Linked DNA regions of Gasterosteus aculeatus: region 2 is linked to region 1. Evidence: chromatin contacts called from public Hi-C data. All regions are on one chromosome and are shown on one strand. Each heading gives the region's core, a stretch centred on a gene start, on an enhancer-like site or on the middle of the called end of the contact. The rest is flanking DNA. Distances are from core to core; before and after follow the strand shown. Region 1 has its middle 11 kb from the start of gpr37l1a. Region 2 holds the start of pth4 (parathyroid hormone 4).

Region 1 (6,010 bases), core at 2,605-5,104:
GGAGGAGGCTGTAAATCCAGAGTTTATGGTCTGCCCAGAAAGACCAGTAAAACACACCGAGCTGCGATAGCAGAGGGGGGAGGTGGGGGTTCAATCTGATGGCAAAGTGGGGGAGGAGCAGCTCTGTTGTTATATCTCTGTATCGCATCGTGCCTCATAGCTCTTCCTCCGTGTTCTTTCCATCCTCCTTTGTGCTGATCAATCTGAGTCTCAGATCCCAGGAGTGAGGACAATTTTTAGGACACAACACAATAAAGTCTCATCCTCCTGGACCTCCTGGGGGGGGTCGGTCATTTTAAGTAGATGGAGATTGCCCGGCTGCTTCGGAGTGATGAAGTCCTTAAAGTGCTCAGGGAAATATGAGATATTAAATCAACTTTAATTTGAGGAAACAATTCTGAGGAAGATCTTTACATGTTAGTAAAAGTAGTTACCAGCACAACTTTTTGATTGCTGGTGTCTTTATTGGAGCGGATGCATTCACATGGCATTCTTTTATCCTGGTTTTGTTTTCTCAAAAGGGTTTTGCAGTATTATAAAACATGTGAGTACATGTACCCTCTTTTTTATAATGTACCAAACAAAGACTTGTGGACTCCTACCCCACCAAACCGAGAACAACAGCACATAAGAGCAAACTGCAGCAAGAAGCAATGAGGATGTTCAATGTTGATCGTCTTCCCTTTAAAACACCACAAAAGCGAAATAATAATAAAACCTCGACCTCACAGTGAAGACAGGCGTGAAGGAAGGAGGTCGGACATCTTTAAACTCTGGGCTTCATTGAGAAGCTGCTGTGTGAATTATGCATGAATCCTATACAAGCTTCGCTCTTATGGTCATTCATATTTGACCAAATCATGCAGTATGTATGTTTATATGCACACACTGGTGTTTGCTCCTACTTTTAACCATTACAGCTACATCCTCCTACACGCACACCAACTGTGAGGCGTCCGGGTAAGTTCCATTTCCTGTTATTGACAACAAATCCCATCAAGAGATAAAAAAATGCCGGTGACATAACTGACGCCATTGCACCATCTGTGCTGAACCCCCCCCCTCCTCCTCGCAAGAATGCACCGATTGATCGACTCTTGCGGCTCGGCCTCGTCCCGTCGTGCTCTACCCAGCGGGGAGGCTCGGGAGACGTCTCCCCCCCCCCTCTCCTTCCTCCCCTCCGCCCGTTGCCTCGCGGTCGGAGGGGAAGCGGTCACCACACGCAGCCAACGGCGAGGAATCACCTCGACAGTTTGCGGTTTGTGCAGCGACCTCGCCCGTCACTGCCAATGAACCTGTCAGAGTGCTGCGGGGACGCTGTCTCCTGGAGGATAGATGTAATATCTCAGACTCAGTACGCGCGGCGGCAGGATCCCTCGTTAAGATGCCGCCGGTAATCATTGGATTGTTGAAGAGCGGAGGAGCCGGTGGACAATCGGAGCCTTTCACACTCATGATCCCAATCTCAGACATCAATACCTTCCTCCCTGACATCCATTCTGCAGACCCCCCGTCCTCCCCCTCCCCTCCGTTATCCTCAGGCCGCCGAGTGGAGGAGGCAGAGCTGCTGGGAATCCCACAGTCATACATTATATAACCGGCTTTGTGCTGCAGTCATGGTGCTCCATCAGAAACACGCAGGCCAATAAACACAATGCCCCGAGGCCAGAAAGGTGCAATTCCTTCTCGCCCCTCACTGCGGACGTTTCACCGGTTCGTCCGCATGTGGACGTCAGAAGGTGTTCTGTTACTCAGAGAGAGAGGAGAGGAGGGGAAGCAAACGTTAAGCCTCCTGCTCTCTGTGATCGCAAACATTTCTTTGGTTGACCGCAGATCCACGTATATTAAAAACATACGAGAGTCGAGTCGTCGCGATGCGGTTTCCGGGTTGTGTTGTGGAATCGTAACAGGGGGCCACTAGAGGTGTCCGGAAACGACCGCTCATCAATAGCAGGGGTTCCAGCGGACTGATCGATTGCATCAATTAGCCTGATGATGTCAGAGGCCTGAACATCAACAGTTATTGACTGAGGTAAAACAGACGGACTCTGGCAACATCTTCAGAAGTTCAAGGCCTGAGGGGCTGAATAACTGATGTACAAAGTATTCCTCTAAAGGGACCTTAAAGACGCTCTGGTTGGTGATTTAACATGAAGGAGGGACATCTGACTTCCCCTGCCTCCGGTGAGAACATGATATGAGGACAGAGTCATTTATTTAGCGTATCATCTCACACATCCTCGCTCCTGACTCGTCGTCCGTGCCCGTTGGCATCAGAGATGGACGCACTGGCGCTAGTTTCTATCATGTCATTGACGCGTCGTTAGGAATCCCACCGCGCTTCTTGGCGAGCATTGAGCCGGATTGGCCAGGCATCCATCCTCCCCGAGGGAGGGTGAACCTGATTTTCTTCTGGTCCGATACCCTGACCGTTGTCATCTATCCTTCGACTAGCTATTCGCCTCAACCAGCTCCGCACGGCGGGTTTTGCCGGGAGGGTCAGCGGGGCTCCCGATCCGCCGATCTGTGATTCCCAGAGATACTGACGACCCATCGGTTACTGCGAGATAGAAAGGGTTTAAAAGGAGCTGAAGCTACAAAGCCACCATGTTTCTACGGTAGCCCAGATAGGACGAGCAAAACTCAAAACGCATTTTCACCTTTTTCTACAGGCTTGCGTGGCGCTGAGAGGAGTTTTGTCCCTGGGATATAATCCCACAGACTAAACCGTCTTGTCTCCCAGAAGGAAAGTGAATACCCAGAAAGTTTGGACTACTCCTTTAGTGTCAAGTACGTGGGAAGGGAGAGGGCCGCCCTGATTTATTCCTCCCACACTTCACAGATTTTCATGCAGCCTCACGACACTTTAACACCGCGTTCAGTCATGCTGGAGGTGTTGATATATATATATATATATATATTTATTTCTCTGAATCATTGCGTGAGTGCTGAGGCTCGGGGAGAAGCAGCAAAATGACAGAAAAGCAGTAAAGTGTGAAGTGTTAATATGAGAATAAGCAGTGGTGGTCACAGCCACAATCAATAGGAAACAGTTGGCGAAAGTTACGAAGTCGAGGCAGACGTGGAGGGGCCAAGGAGAGAGGGGGCGGGAGACAGTAAAGCTCCACTGATTTGAATTCTATTCATAATTCTCTGCTGGGAGGCTGGCTAGCTGAAGGCGGCGGATGATGATGAGAGATGGAATGAAGGAGGGGGAGAAGGTGTAGGAGGAAGAGAGAGAAACAAAGGGAAGGACAGGATGGGACGCCGCGGTGAGCCTCTGAGGAGGAGGGAAACTGGGAATTAAATGCAAGGCGGCTTCCAACCGAAAAAGGTAGAGCGATAGACAGAATGAATGAGAAACACAGAGAGAGAGAGAGAGAGAGAGAGAGATGGCGTCTCTGCTGTGTGGAGGTTTGGACACTGATTTACAGCAGCTACTTAGTTTGATTCCTGCCAGTCAAAACCAAGAACACGAAGCACTGTCCTGTGAAGACTCGTGACCTTATCAGTGGGCAGCAGGGAGCATAAGGAAGTAATAATAATACTGACAACGATGCCGAAAATAAATCTGATTGTCTAGAAGTCTATGAGAAAGTGACTCTTCTTCTCTCTCGATTTATTCCCGCAGCAAACATTGTAAACGGGGGTTTATGGTCTCAACCTCTAGCTTCAAGTCTTCTTCAATGCAGCATGATGTTCATCTAGTGAATGATGGTCCATTTAGTTAAATAAACCATAACAGCAGGGCATAAAGCAGGGCATGCTTTTGGGCGCGGCCTACTGTGATTGACAGAGCTGGATACCGGTTTCTCCGGTTCCCCGGTTGGTAGGAAACAAGACGGGGCCGAAGACAAATGCTGATGGCAAGAATGTTTAACTCGAGGCTACAAAACCATAAACTAAAGGGTGACGTCAGGCCAAAGAGCTCCACTTCTAACAGACACCTTCATCTCTTGGCCCGTTGTGCCCAGTGTGTTGATTCATTCTTTTAGTCGGCTTTGCACACGTTTGCTGCAGGTGGTGTTTGTGTTAAGTTGGCTTTATTTTGTTCCAGATCGTATTTGTGGACCCGGTAAGGTCTCTGCATTTGGAGGCAGCTCTAAAGTAAGTGACACTGGTTGTGTTTATGTTGTGTTGCCTCCCCTCATCTCGACGAGCCCCCGCACGAGGGAGGCGTCCGTATCAAAGGCTCAAAACAGGCTGCTTTTGAGGGGAAGGAGCAGCGATTACAATCAGAACTCCCTCTGAAATCGGAGTCGTTGTATTTCTAAGAGAGAACTCCACCTGAAAGACGAGACTCAATTTAGACCCTTTCATCCCCCATTCATTGATGTACCTCAGTAAAGGTTGCAAACATTAGTTTATATCTATATATCAATCAGACCTTGTCTCAATCTCAATCAAAGTTTTGAACGAAAAACAAACAAAGTTAAAGTTGAAAGACAAAGACACAAGCTTTATTGTTTGTTTTACTCTGAGTCACTTCATATTTTACTAAAAGACCATTATGATAGACTTAAATCCATAGACTGAAACCATAAACCCATCATCAAGTGAGAAGTAAGGTCTTTTTCTCATAAACTTCTATCCAATCAGAAAGAGGAGTCGCCCCCCGATGGCCCGTAGAGAGAATGCAGGTTTAAGACATTTCAAAGTTTCACTTTTAACAACCGGAAGGTTACTGCCTATTGAAGTTAAAGAGACCTAAGCTCAACCCCAAAAGAACATGTGGAGACCTGCTTGGAGCCCCCCAATGCGACTGTGTGAACGCACACACACACACACACACACACACACGGACAGACACGCACACACCCCATATGCGGGTATAATATGCCGCAGTACGTCTTGTGTCTCGTTGTCATAAACATCCAGAGCTACTGGACCTGCTTATTGTCTAAATATGGACGCTGTGAGCTGGTCTCTGTTCGGCCTCCTGTGTAAACATGCAGCCTTCAGGTCCAACACACACACACACACACACACACACACACACTGCAAATGGAATGTAGTGTTTCATGATAAAAATGTATCAGAGCCTCTTGTTATCAGAAAGCTGCACATGTTTTACACGGTGTTGCTATGGCAGTCGGGTAAGTCATAATCTAACGTCTGAGTTATTAGCTGCAGAGATATTAATGTGACGCCTGTATCCTGAAGAAGGGTTCAGTAGAGGGAGGAACTGATTTACAGAGAGCTAATACTTCATATGTTACATCATAATCTACCAAATGAGTTTAAAGTGTTTCTCTTATATTGTTCTTTGACATAACGTCATGTCTTGTCCCGAGACCTTAAATAAAATCCGTGACGGGGTCTTTGGTATCTTAATGTCAAAGATTAAGAACCTCACCTCCTTATTGATCAAAATAATAAAATATAATCCCAGAAATACAGTGACAACCTCAACTTAAATGTTTATTTAGTAGAATTAATACCTCTGAAAGAAAGAACTAAACTTTATAACCTTCATGGAGGAAGGATTGTTTTATTAAACCGCCGTATTTTATGCATTTGTGCGTTGAGATATTTCATTACAACTTCATCTAGATTATTTGTGTCACGTTTTCTAAAAAAGAAAACTAATCCAAACCAGACATTTGTCCTCGATGCGTCTCCGTGTCTTCTGACATGAAGCAACACTGCTCCCGTGTGGACACGCACACGCACAACGCGTTAAACTCCCTCATGCTGACACACAACTTTACAACAGTAAGTCAAGATTCTTCCATCTCATTTAGCTAACGCCGCACAGGTCGCACATTATTGTGGTTTTATAAAAGATACCCAGTGTTAAACTACAAATATTTGAACTTTTTTTGTTTTTCACAGGTATTATATACTTTACTGTTATTATCTTCAAAAGATGTTCAGTTCAAACAGGTAAATTACAGGGAAAAATGTGTTATGTTTTACAGGGATAGAACGTTATTTGCATTGATCTGATAAGACAGTTGAACATTTTTTTCTGATCGAGCAATCTGGTTTACTTGAAAGTGATTGTATT
Region 2 (6,010 bases), core at 1,136-3,635, 79 kb before region 1:
TTTGTTTAGCATATTTTTACAGTTTTAATCAGGGTGGAGGTGGATTTCACATTTTTAAAGAGATCTTTATCCATTATTGCCATTTTAAATGTTGTCATTGAGGTCAGCACATACCAATTATGACACCACATTCTATCTCAAATCTCCAGCAGATCTGTGTTTTTATTACATTCATCTGGCGTCGTGCAGAACGTGAGAAGAAATCGGGGCACTGGACTTATTAATGAAAGCACTGAACAAGAAGGCTGACGTGCTTGTGAAAACCTCATTAACCAACCAAACTTCATCATCATCATCTGCACGTAGCTGCCGAAGGCTGTAAAAGAGGTAATTTGGCATTTTAAACATCATCATTTCCTCTGCAATTCATGTTGCTGTCTGAAGGGAGTTAATTGTGTTTGAACATATTTTAATTTTTTCTCGGGCCTCGATGCGTCCCGATCTGACATGAACTAAAGGTCGACTTCAGGCATTTCAAACCACAAACAACGTTCTTTATAACTGACCTCCTGGGAGACGTTTGGACACAGATTGTCTCAAGACAAACACCAATAATTCTTTTCAACATGATGATTATTATGTGTGCGGAGGCTTCGCGTGGTTGGAGCGCTGCTAGGCCTCTCTGTCCTGCTGTTGCGTCAGGTGGGGATTAAAGAAGTCTCTCAGGAGGCTCTGCACCCGGGTGGGCTGCGGGTTCCCAGCCGGATTCAGAGCCAGGCTCAGGACCCTCGTTGGGTTGAGGTCATCGGACCTGGTCTGGGCCGTGTGGAGACCCTCGATGGCGCTGGACAGCCAGATGAGTCTCTTGAGACTCTGAATGTTTCTGCCGCGGTCGTGCATCAGCTGGTGTTCGGTGACGGCTCGGCGGCTGCAGGGAGGAGAGTTTGTCGCAGTCAGAATACATGTAGGAAAGCACGAAGAAGATGAAAAAAACGCATTTGAATACCACAATATTTATGACAGCTAATAATAAAAAATATTTGTAAAATCTTTATTATTAGGAATATTGAATTTAAGATAGTGAGAACATTGCTCCCCGTGCAGTTACAAGAATAAGAGCCCATAAAGAACAGAAAGAACTCTCACGTAAGTCGCAAAAATAGTTATTAAAGCATGTTTACATGCAAGTTGTAAACAATATAAGCAGTGAATATGCATAATATTAGTATTTTATGAAGCAATTGAATAGGTGGTTGTATACAGTGTGTACATCAGGATTCATTTAGACAGTGGTATTTATACTTGCTGTGTTTAAATATAATAAGTATTCCTCGAAGATCCAGTTGATGCACATTTTGGGAATCAAATTCACTTATTTTCCCCCAACGTGACCGTAATAAAACGCATTGCATCCCACCTCTCGTTCGGTTGACACCGGCTGGTTGTGAAGGCGACGAGAAGCATGACGGCGAGCCAGCGCACGGGCCTCAGGGACGCCTGCATCTTCTGCAAGAAACACATCAGAAGCTCTGCAGGTGGCCGAGGAGAAGGAACCTCCACCACCGGCTAACAGACCCTCAGGTGTCCTCTCTGACAACGGCGAACACAACTGGACTGAAAACTAAAATAAAGGATGGATGTCGGCCTTCGATGGATGTAAATATGGTGAACCGGCAAGCAGTCGGTGTGTGCTGGTATCTTCAAACCCGGAAACCGCGCTGTGATGTTCTCACCCCGACGTCTCAGAACATCACTGCGTCAGGACGTTCTGCAGGTCTGAGGTGTAAGTTTACGTCTCGTTGTTTGTTCTCTGACGTCAGCAGCATAAATGTACCGCAAGACGGTTTCAGCCTCAACACCTTATTTTATTTTCCTGCATTTGTTCGGTTTTCGGTGAAGAAGTAGAATTGGAGCTTTCTTCTTCTTCTTTACATAATAAAAAGGTAGATTTTGATTATTTGTACAATTTACTAGCGTTTCACTGTAAATAAGTTTATATAAAAAGTTCAGGAATTCTGAAAGCAGACGTGAGGGTGGACGAGCAACCCAAAGATGATCCAAAGACAAGCGTCTCTGAGAGAAAGGTATTGTGGGTAAAAAGCAACAACAAATCAAGTGGATCCGAGCTGATCGATTGATCGGTAAAAAGCAGAAAAGAAAGCACACAGAATTAACTAAAAAAGAATGCATTACTTCACATGAAAATAAACCACGTCAGACATTTTTAACACAAAAAAATATTGTTGCCTAAAGGAATCACAGGAAACTCCTCACAGAAGTGAAACTAAAAAAACAAACAGAAATAAATCACATCCACACAAACAAAACAGGTCTGAAGCTGGAGGAGGACGATTTACTTACATTTGACCTGGTAGATGACAGCAGCTTCTCTCACGATCAGACACCAAACTGACTTCAGGTTCCACCTCCAGACCTTTTTATAAAGCCCCCTGACACACACACACACACACACACACACACACACACACACACACACACACACACACACACACACACACACACACACACACACACACACACACACACACAGACACACACACACCCAGAGGGGCGTTTGACAAACGTCAGCATCTCTCTGAATGTGTAAATCAGGTGTTTTTGTAAAAGAGGGATGAATTCTATCGAGGGATTATCCTCTTTGTCTATTTTCTATTTTCTGATACGATCCGTTTCAGTCAGAGAGGAATTCACAACAATGTTTTTATTGATGTTTTTGGCAGTAAGTCAGAGAGGATGAAATAAAACTGAACGTCAGCAAACTGGTTTAAACGTTTGGGGGCATTTTCTGTGACGCTAACGCCTATAATACATTAAACATACTGCTACCGTAAACATACTGTATGATATAACTAATGCATTATCAGCTGCCTGCAACACTGTGATTCAAGCTGCAAGCAATCGTTAGTATTATGCTTCACAAGAAATTATGTACTTGCTTGTTATAATTGATTTTTTAGCAATAATCAATTAGTTATTACCAATGTTAGAATGTATTATAATGTGATTATAACTTAATCATGGTCATCGTTTGCTTTGAATAAACATTAAGTATCCAAAAGCAGGAACATTTATTCATTTATTTATCATGAAATCTTTTGATTGTTGTTAAAGCATTAAAGCTCATGTTTGACAGTGCTGGTCACCATGATTATACATCATTAGCAGATTATAAGGCAGTTTATTTGAGTCGTAGAAAGTGGCCACTAAACTTCTTGTCGGTGGATGCTCGTTGCCGGGGCTCCTTCCCGTTAAAGCACTAACGAACCTCCTCCGGTTAACCGGAGGCCTCTCGTTGCTGCGGAGTCATCGCAGAGAGCGTTAGAAACTCCGTCACCCTTGACAACGCCTCCCGGGGCCTCGTGGGCGGATTCAGTCCATTGGAGGAGCAGGAGGATGGAGGAAGACGCTAACCACTGATGGGGTGAGGGAACAGTTTCTCTCTGTTTTTCTTAGGGAAATGTTTGTGCAGATGTTTGTGCAACTTCTTCTTTCAGGAATAACGTCTATTTGTCATATTTCATACGAACCTTCTGACAAGGTTTTTAGAGAAAAGCTGGTACAATGTGTAAGTGGGTGCAATATGGAGATTAAAAGCAATGATGGATATCATAAAGTGTGAAAACATGGAGAGATGCATACAATTGAATGAGGCTGAATCAGAGAATCTATCAGCATCTATACTCGGTGGAGGCCCAACTGGTGCAATGCGGCGAGCGTCCACACGGTGGCAGTGTTGCACCGAGCAGCACCGGAGCTGCAGGGGAGCAAACGCCGTCCGATATGTGAAATAACTGACAGAAAGCGCCCCCTAGAGGGGTGGGTGTTCATTACAGCCAGAGCCTTACCAGTAACACAGCTGGCGGTTGGTTCCCACCATGGCTCCTAAGGAAAGGTCACGGGGTCATTGACATTGGCAGTCAAGCTTAAGCCATCTTCCTCATGTGCCCGATCCCGTGTCGTCTACGACCTTTAGAGCTAAGCCAAATTAACTAGACCTTTCACCGATGCAAAGCTACAATTTGCCAGATAAAATGAGCATATCCATGTGCTAGATTATAACTCTTATTCGTTATCATTGCTTCTTGAGAACCTCTTTTAATCAGATAATGGCCCCTGAGGTTTTTCTTGCACCTCCCCGGGGGATTGTGGTTAGGAGAGGATGTCAGGAGCCGACATTAAGAATGTGTATATATATTAGTGGTGGGCCGTTATCGGCGGTAACGTGCTGCGTTATGGTGAGGCGATAGAGAAAAAATAGCGCCGATAATCTATTCTCAAAGTTGGGTTGGGAGCTGGGTCTATACTACGCAAGCTATGATGATTTTCACCTTGATATTCTAGCGCGGATGTATACCTACGAGCGCGGATGTTTACCAAGCCAAATTGCACTGTAGGGGGCGAGAACGAGACGTGCTAGCATGGATGCAGCTACGAAGTCACCGGGTTTGCTACGAAGTCACCGGGTTTGCTTCAGGGAACATTTTATTTTTAAGAAGCTTCCCAATGGAAACCTCGACAAGACGAAGTTCTTCAAGTCTCAAATACCACCTAAACGCAAAGCATCGCTTAGCTAACGCGGAAGATGCCGGGCCAAGCGCTGATGTAGCGCAGGGGAAGAGTCGTCGTCAAACTACTATGTTTGAGTGCAACCGAGGCGAGCCCGTCAGCACGGCTCTATCGGCCAAGCTAACGAATCTCCTCGCTCAGTGGATTGCCACCAGCTGCCGGCCCATCAGCGTGGTAGAAGATGACGGGCTCGAGCTTGTTCTTCAGGCGGCCAAAGGTGATCCATCTTACAAACTACCTGCTAGGCGAACTATCAAGAGGAGAATACATGACCAGCACGCCCCTGGTCTAATGTGCCACCTGGCTTGAGAAACCTGTTCTCAAAGACTTACTTTTAGTAATTTTTTGGGTAGCACACATATTCTAAATGCCTTCGGCAGAATTCAAATGAGCCATTTGAATGTAGATTAATTCCAAGATTACAGTGAGATTAATCTAGATTAAAGAAATTAATCTATATATTAATTCTATATATATAATATATATATTTATATGGCATTTATTGGTTTATAGGAATATCTCCTGACTGAGGATTGTTGCTCTTTGTCACAGATGAACGATGAGCTGGGTTTCCAGGGTAACGCAGTGATGATCTAAGACGTCGGCCATGTGATCTCTGGGTTTGAATTCTGCCCGTCATCGTCCTTCAACCGAACCACTAAAAATAATGCTCACTCTCTTATTACGTGAAGTTATCTTATGATTCACACTTGACAAAAAGGTACCTGAAAACAGGCAGTAGGAGGCATCACCATGGCGACGCTTTTACAAATAGAAGGTGAGTACAGGTATATTTATATTAACATTAACGCATGTAAACGTGTTCTGGTAGAAACCCAGAATACAGACATGACCCTGAGAGTCAGAACAACATGTTTCTTTTAATCCTTCATCATATTCTCTGCAGCTTCTCTCTCAATGGTACAGAAGTCTAAATGTATTCACAAAGATCAATGTTCATAATAGAAAAATGATTCATTGCTGATTATTTATCTCCTGGAAAAATATTCCTAATAATAAGTAAAGTGAAAATATGTAAAAAGAAACAAAAAAACAAGAGGACACAAATTTATTTCAAATTCCATTGGCTTTATTTAATGTATATATATTTGTATATATTTATATATATTTATATTTATTATATATATATATACTTAGGTCACAACTTTTACTCAGTTGCTTGATTATCATCTTTTCTTCAGCTTAAGTTCAAACGACATGACACTAAGACCAAGGCATTCCACATCATATCTTACAAAAGAGTAAAGAAAACAACATGACACACGCACACAGACACACACGCACACTCACGCATACATCAATGTACCGGTGTCGTGGTTCTGTTTGCAGAAAGAACTGAAAAATAAAAAGCGGACAAAGAGACGGAGGACAGAGTGAGAGGACGTGAGGAACCAGATGAACCACCGGAGCCAAACTGGAGGATTCTGTTGCATAGATTGAAGCAAACGGGAGGATGTTTGAT

What was found. Hi-C and Micro-C count contacts between places; a contact is called where the count stands out from the background.
Region 2: a Hi-C map of skeletal muscle shows a contact between it and region 1, with 10 times the contacts expected there. The contact joins the promoter of pth4 here to the enhancer-like site in region 1. A contact is called at or near these places in 6 of 6 Hi-C or Micro-C datasets (blood and trunk muscle, liver, skeletal muscle and 2 more).

Annotation. Positions count from the first base shown.
Region 1 is chr17:2,427,800-2,433,809 of fGasAcu3.hap1.1, reverse strand. No RefSeq gene overlaps it. Among protein-coding and RNA genes, the nearest start is that of gpr37l1a, 11 kb to the right of the region's middle. Within about 2 kb of position 3,854, at least 3 of the 9 cell types and tissues checked have open chromatin away from gene starts, as enhancers often do.
Region 2 is chr17:2,505,490-2,511,499 of fGasAcu3.hap1.1, reverse strand. It overlaps pth4 (parathyroid hormone 4), which reads right to left and starts at 2,385. Exons shown (of 3, transcript XM_040205142.2): 1 at 2,302-2,385; 2 at 1,358-1,446; 3 at 1-868. The coding sequence starts at 1,443. The coding sequence ends at 613.